Regions from separate parts of the Mus musculus genome. Here region 1 is linked to region 2. A link is a contact called in public HiChIP or PLAC-seq data. All regions are on one chromosome and are shown on one strand. Each heading gives the region's core, a stretch centred on a gene start, on an enhancer-like site or on the middle of the called end of the contact. The rest is flanking DNA. Distances are from core to core; before and after follow the strand shown. Region 1 overlaps Rbl1 (RB transcriptional corepressor like 1). Region 2 holds the start of 5430405H02Rik (RIKEN cDNA 5430405H02 gene).

Region 1 (3,342 bases), core at 136-2,635, 320 kb after region 2:
CCACAGCATTCTTACAGATCCACCTGTTTATGGTGGAACAGAAGATGGGATGGCTCCAGGACTGACTGCAGAGTGCACAGAGGGAAGGGGCGAAATGGAAGCAGCTTATGCTAGGCTTAACTTTGGAGAACATTTCTGAATTTTCTGAAAATATGACTGAGGAGATGGCTCAGGTAAGGGCACCTGAGGCCAAGCCTGACGACCTGAGTTTGAGCTCCAGGACTTGCACAGTAGGAGAGAAACTGACTCCTGCAAGTTGACTTCTGACCTCCACAGTGTAAGGTCCATAGTGTAAGGTACAATCCGTCCCTCCACCAAATACATAAATACACAGTAAATGTACAAAACAAAAGAAACATATTTATAGCAGTCCTTGAGGTGATCAGACTTGGACAAATATTCAAAGAGAACTATTGTGTTTTTTTTTTTTAAAGAAAAACAAATACTATTTTATAAGTTAAGAATCCTTGAGTTATAAACAAATAAACAACTGTTAGCTTAATAATTTGAGAGGAAGACCAGAGACCATAGAAAGCTCACTTACAGGGAGCTGTGCCGGTGTTGCTGGCCGCACGTAGGGGGCACTGAAGGCACTGTGTGTGTGTGTGTGTGTGTGTGTGTGTCAGGGTCATGCACTGCCACTGAGCTTTGTATTGCAAATGTTCTTCATTCAACTCTGGGTAATTAACAATCCCCGCCCCACCCCACCCCCAAAGAAAAACAAACCCTATGAGAATACCTTTGATTTTCTACAGAACAGCAACCCAGACTAAATGCTAAGCACCAGATGTCAAGCGTCCAGAAGTGTAGCCCTGTGGAGGGAACTACCAGATTCAGAAGAGAAAGTTATGAAGCTAATCTTAGGCAGAACGAAAAGCATACAAAGAAGCCGTGAGCAGTTTCAAGAACAGTCAACTCCAAGTCAGATGATGTCTTCTGAGAAAGAAATCAGGCAAGAACTTTTAAAGATGAGTTATTAAAAAGAAGAGAATTAATTTTGCTTGGAAAGACCTCCATCAGCACATTTATTATCTGAAAGCTTCCAAGAGGCGAAAGATCAATCTGTGCAGAGAAAGCTGAGGACTGAACACAGGCTTGGAAGAACCTGTCCGGTGCACATAAGCAGACATGTGTTCAGCTTGTTAAAGATGATGACTTCTTTGTAATAATGAAATGAAGTCTTAGGAAGAGCAGGTGGCTGAAGTTGGACAAAGTGACCTCATCAGTCAAGGTGTGAAACAATCAGGTGACATCACTGAGAACTAAGGGAGAAGAAACCAACTAGGTCTCAAGGTCTCAAGAAGTTGTCAAACTAGAAAGGACAAAGCTGGTTAACAGTTGACATTCAGTTCCTCTTTCGGAGCTCATGGACAGCTGCTGCTTGAATCCATTTCTATTCCTGCCAAGTTCAGCCTCTGTGTAAGAACTGGAGAGGAGACTGTCCACGCAGAGGTGGCAGTGACTCATTCTCCTCTGATGGAGGCAGAGATGAGGTTTTTACACGCTGACAGCTACGTGCAAGTGTGTGCTCCTATGTTCTGGGACCACAACTGCTTTCACAACTGTTGCAGAACTATGGTATAACTGTGTTCTCAAAGAAGCTTTTAGACTCTCTAGGTAAAATGAGTGTAGAGTTGATGGTTGTAAATACAAGTGAGTGTAAATTTTCTAGTAGAGTAGAAATCTCATTTTCATATTCTCCCTTATAATCTTTTTCTTCAACTAAAAACTAAGAAATTATGTAAATTTTTATTGCTTACATTGTATAGAATAAAAATTATTACTTTTTTAGAAAGTGAAAACAAACTAACAAAAAGAAACCTCTTACTTCCCTGGTAGGACTGAAAGCTGGCTAGGAGGATAGAGTTACTTACCGACATGTCCATTCCATGAAGCCGTCGTGTTTCCTGGACCATTATAGTCTCCAGTATTTTGTAATACAAAATTTCTGCCAGTTTTAGTCTGTTTACAGCAAAGTCTATAGAAAACACAGGAGAGCATATGCTATTGAAATGGTGATGGCAAACTCAACAGTAAGCGGGTACATTAACTGCAAGAGATGGGAACCTGACTGTGGGGACATTCTTTCTCCACACTTAATGCTATCTGTGGGGACAGTCTCCATACTTAATGCTGTGCCGCTTTTATTCTTCTCTTCTTACCTATGTGAGATCCTGGCTGTTTATCTGTGGACTGGGTATAGTGTTGGCAGAAAGTCTCTCCTATTCCTTTCACAATTTTTATAATGTTTCCCATAGGATTCCGCATACAAGATCTATAAAATACAAGAGAAACTTGCTTATCAGGAAAACCCAGATTATCAACATTCCTCAAGATTCTTCAAGAATCACCCAGGGGCTCGGATCCAGCTCAGTGACAGACAGCTTGCGTAGATACCCAAGGCCATGGAATACAGATACAAACTTGCACGCGCGCACATACACTGTAAGTATTAGGGACTGAACTTAGCAGGCATTTGCTGAGTTGCCTTACCAGTCAGCTATAAGCATTTTTAATCATGCTATTTTGCCAGGTATGGTAGCATACATTTGATGCCTGCTTAGACATGAAATGCATGCAGTGCGACAGAGGCCAAACAAGGTGCCAGTCTAATGTGGGTGCTCAGAATCAAACCTTGGATCTCTGCAAAAGCAACAAGTACATTAACTGCTGCCCATCTCTCTGGTCCAGGAGCATTTATGATTATTTATTTTGGTAGCGGTCAGAGGATATCTAGAATCCATCTCTCTTCTTCCTAAGCATCAAACTCAAGTTACCAGACTTGGCAGCCAAAGATAAAAGATGCAGTCCTGAGCCACCTCACTGGCCCTGAATTAATTTTTTAATATTGTGTAATATCTTCATTCTTCTGCATAAGGATATTTTGTTTTCCCAACATCATTTCTTTCTACTCTTTACCCACTATATGGTCTTGGTACACTATCAATGATCACTTGAAAAAAAATATAGCTTATTTCTCTCCATTTTGTTTCCCCAGTTTATACATGTCTGGGTCAATACCATGCTTTTTTGATTATTGAAGCTGTGTACTATTCTACTATATTGAAATAAAATGTAAAGCCTCCAGCGCTGATCTTTTTCAAGTTTGTCTTGGCTTTTTGGGGTACTAAAGTTCCACATGAGTTTTAAAGTTTGGTGGTTTTGTTTGTTTGTTTGTTTGTTTGTTTGTTTTCCTATTTTGGTTTGTTATAGTTTTGGGTTTGTTTGCTTTTTGAGACATGGTCGCATGTAGCCCAGGTTGCTCCTGAACTATTCATATAGCCAAAGATGCCTTGAAGTCTGCTCTGCCTGCTTTCACCTGCACGAGCTAGGACTGCGAGC
Region 2 (3,273 bases), core at 446-2,945:
CACACACACACACACACGACTGGAGAGAGATGGCACAGTGCTTACGAATTCTGGCTTAGGAATTCAGTTCCGGGCTGGACAGAATTAAGAGCACTGATTGCTCTTTCAGAGGTCCTGAGTTCAATTCCCAGCACCCACATCATGGCTCATAACCATATGTAATGGGATTCAATGCCCTCTTCCTGTGTGTCTGAAGACAGCAACAGCATATATATGTACATATGTGTGTGTGTGTGTGTGTGTATATATATATACACATATATATTTGTGTATACACACACACACACACACACACACACATATATATATATATATACACACACATATAAAATAAACTTTTAAAAAAGAAATCAATTCCAAGCACCTGAATGACTGCGCCCAACTATCTGTAGGAGATATGTCGCCCTCTTAGGCAGCAGGCACACAAAGTGGTGCACACACAGACACACACACACACACACACACACTGCAGGCAAAACACCCATACTATGGAATGAAATAATTATTTTTAAAAAGAAAAGAACTCGGATTTAGAGTAAAATAAACCCAACTACTAACTCAATGATTCCAGGCAAATTACTTTGCCTTTATAAACTCACTGCATAAAAGTGATGTTCCGGGCTGGAGAGATGGCTCATAGATTAAGAACACTAGCTGCTCCTCCAGAGGTTCTAAGTTCAATTCCCAGCAACCACATGGTAGCTCATAACCATCTATAATGTGATCTGGTAACCTCTCTTCTGGCCTGCAGGCAAACATGCAGCCAGAACGATGTATACATAATAAACAATTCTTGGGGGGTTTTTCTTTTCTTTTGTTTTTTAGTGATATCCCTTAGCATAGCACATCCTGTGTGGCACCATCTGGAGGATGGGACTGATTTTGCTCATTTGTCTGTTTGAGGCAGCATCTCTCACTCTGTATGCTAGACCAGCTTCGCTGTGTAACCCAGGTCAGACGGGGCACGGGATCTTGGAATGTAGCCAGGCCAGCCTAACATTCCTCCCCGGGTTTGGACTGCAGACGAGTCACAGTGTACACCACAACGTGTCTTTGTACAAGTTCGCAGGGGGTGCTGCTCCTTCTGTCCTTTCAAAACACATCCTGGGAAGTGCTAACAACACACAGTGAGGACGGGGTAGCTAGCCCGACACCTACTACTTTTCTATTCCCCCTAGTGGGGTTCTCCCCTGGTTTCAACTTGCCTCATCCTTAGGAAAGAATTTCTCTCTTGGGATCTCAGCTTCACATTCGGATCTCAGAAGAGAACGCTGAGCAAGAGGAGACGTTAGGGTTCACAGAATTGTTTTTTTTCCCGTTGAGACAGGTTGTCGTGACCGGGGACTTACCATCCTCCAGCAGGTAGACAGGCTTGCACCATCGCCAGGCGAGGGAACTTTGGTTTGGTTTTTGTTTTTGTTTTGTTTTCCATAGTCATGAACAAAGTCGTGAATAACGTGTAGGTTTAGGAGAGAACGCACAGAAGGTAACTCCAGTGGGGCAGCCCAGGGCTTCCGGGGACCAAGGACCCGGCTCGGGAGGCGGAGCAGGATGCAAGGCCACTTCTTCTTTGTGTCGCTCCGGGGGACGAGCCGCGGCTCAGCCGGCAAGGAAACGTACAATCTCGGCTTTCCTCGGAGGGGCTGTGCCTCAGTCTTCACAGCGCCTCCTCGCGCACAGATCGCCTCCGGGCCGCACTTGTCCCTTCTCGCTCACCGTCCCCTGGCGTCCGCCGGAAGCTTCTGTCACTTCCGCCCACCGGAGGGGACGCTCGCGTCGAGGCGTCGCCGAGCTTCGGAGCCGACCGCCGCGTGGCCGCCGATTGGCTGCGTGCGCACGTCATCAGGGCCCCGCCCCTCCCTCGGCGGCGCCTGCTCCGTGGAGCTTAGCGAGCCGGCCGCTGGGCAGAGCGAGCAGAGCCTCGGCGGGCCACTGTCCCTCGCTGCCCGGACTACCGCTGCCGCCCCGCGCGCCGAGTCCCGCGGTCCCAGACCCCGACTCCCTTCGGCTTGGCCCGCGCGCCCCACGCCCGGCTCGGGCGGCGCGACGGGAGGATGAGCGGCGGGCGGCGGAAGGAGGAGCCGCCTCAGCCGCAGCTGGCCAACGGGGCCCTCAAGGTGTCCGTGTGGAGCAAGGTGCTGCGGAGCGACGCGGCCTGGGACGACAAGGTGCAGAAGGCCCGGCGAGGGAGGACGGGCCCGGGTCTCCCTCGCCCCGGCCAATCGGCCGGGCGCGGCCATGGGAGCAGGGAGCGGGGTGCCAAGGGGGCCGGCGCGTAGTGGAGCGAGCGGAGCCCCTGCTATCCCCCGCCGTTTGCTCCGCAGGATCCGGAGTAGTTAGCGCTTCTGAAGACTGCGCACGTGCCGGGTGCGGAATCCCTGAAGTGCGTTTACTTTGCACATTGCGAGGGGTGGCTCTGTCCTTGCTCGCTTAGATGAGAAAGAAGACATGCCCTGTGAGCTTTAAGATTCGAGAGCCGGTTCTAAGACCACCTTAAGAGGGTGTGAGTTAGTAAGAAAGTCGCTAGACATGGGTTAGAAGAGGTTGGGGACTTAAAGATGCACTCGCTGGTCATCTCCAGAGGATCTGAGCCTGGACGCCTCCTATCATTGCTCCATTCTGTGATCTTCAAGCCTGTCACCATTCAGCCCGATTCTAGATGGTTTGAAAAGAATGCTATATTTGGACTCCTTCCGTTGTTTGGACTGTTGAAATTGGGCTTCCCTCCCTTCAGTTCCGCCATGGAGGGGGGGAGTACTTCCTGAAGGTGCCCTTGGCCTGCCCCCAGCCCTGCCCAGCTCTTGCAAAACCTGTCGTCTTTGTGAACTGCTGTGTCATATTTTTTATCTTCCCCGGTCCAAGGACTGGTGTCTGGAGTCCAGGGCAGTTCACAAACCTGAGTGCTCTTTGTTGGGTGAAACTTAGATGAGCTGGCACAGGCCTAAGCACACACTTCTCCACCACCACACTTTCCTAACTCTGGCTTTCTCAAAAGTCGCTGTACAGGAAGGGTGGGAACTGAAGTTAATAGTTTTTCTTCCTGGAGACTCTCTAGAACTTAGCTGGCCAGCCAAGGGTTATCTGTGGCCAGGAGCACAGTGCCCATTGTCACTTCAAAACAAACTTCTATTTACGCAGCTTCTTTTAAAGAAGTAACGACTTCTCTAAAATATGGTAGAGAACAGGCTCTGGAATTAGTCACTTAATAGTCTAAATATATTGTTTCCCATCACACTTTAGTAGAAGGAATGACAGAAGAACCACATATGGAGC

What was found. HiChIP or PLAC-seq counts read pairs in DNA pulled down with a chosen protein or histone mark.
Region 1: a contact with region 2 is called in an H3K4me3 HiChIP or PLAC-seq map of bone marrow-derived macrophages, with 2.4 times the contacts expected there. The contact joins the enhancer-like site here to the promoter of 5430405H02Rik in region 2. A contact is called at or near these places in 1 of 484 Hi-C or Micro-C datasets (CD4 T cells), 2 of 115 datasets of contacts at active chromatin or transcription factors (the SCID.adh cell line and bone marrow-derived macrophages) and 1 of 9 other capture datasets (adipose tissue).

The regions. Positions count from the first base shown.
Region 1 is chr2:157,186,061-157,189,402 of GRCm38.p6, forward strand. Rbl1 (RB transcriptional corepressor like 1) reads right to left here. Exons shown (of 22, transcript NM_011249.2): 10 at 2,163-2,275; 11 at 1,875-1,978. Among named protein-coding and RNA genes, the nearest start is that of Rbl1, 17 kb to the right of the region's middle. Within about 2 kb of position 1,386, at least 11 of the 459 cell types and tissues checked have an H3K27ac peak or open chromatin away from gene starts, as enhancers often do. A contact at or near this core is called in bone marrow-derived macrophages, where this site is marked.
Region 2 is chr2:156,861,250-156,864,522 of GRCm38.p6, forward strand. It overlaps 5430405H02Rik (RIKEN cDNA 5430405H02 gene), which reads right to left and starts at 1,696. Exons shown (of 3, transcript NR_027914.1): 1 at 1,350-1,696. Rab5if (RAB5 interacting factor) reads left to right here and starts at 1,873. Exons shown (of 4, transcript NM_026124.3): 1 at 1,873-2,168. The coding sequence starts at 2,055.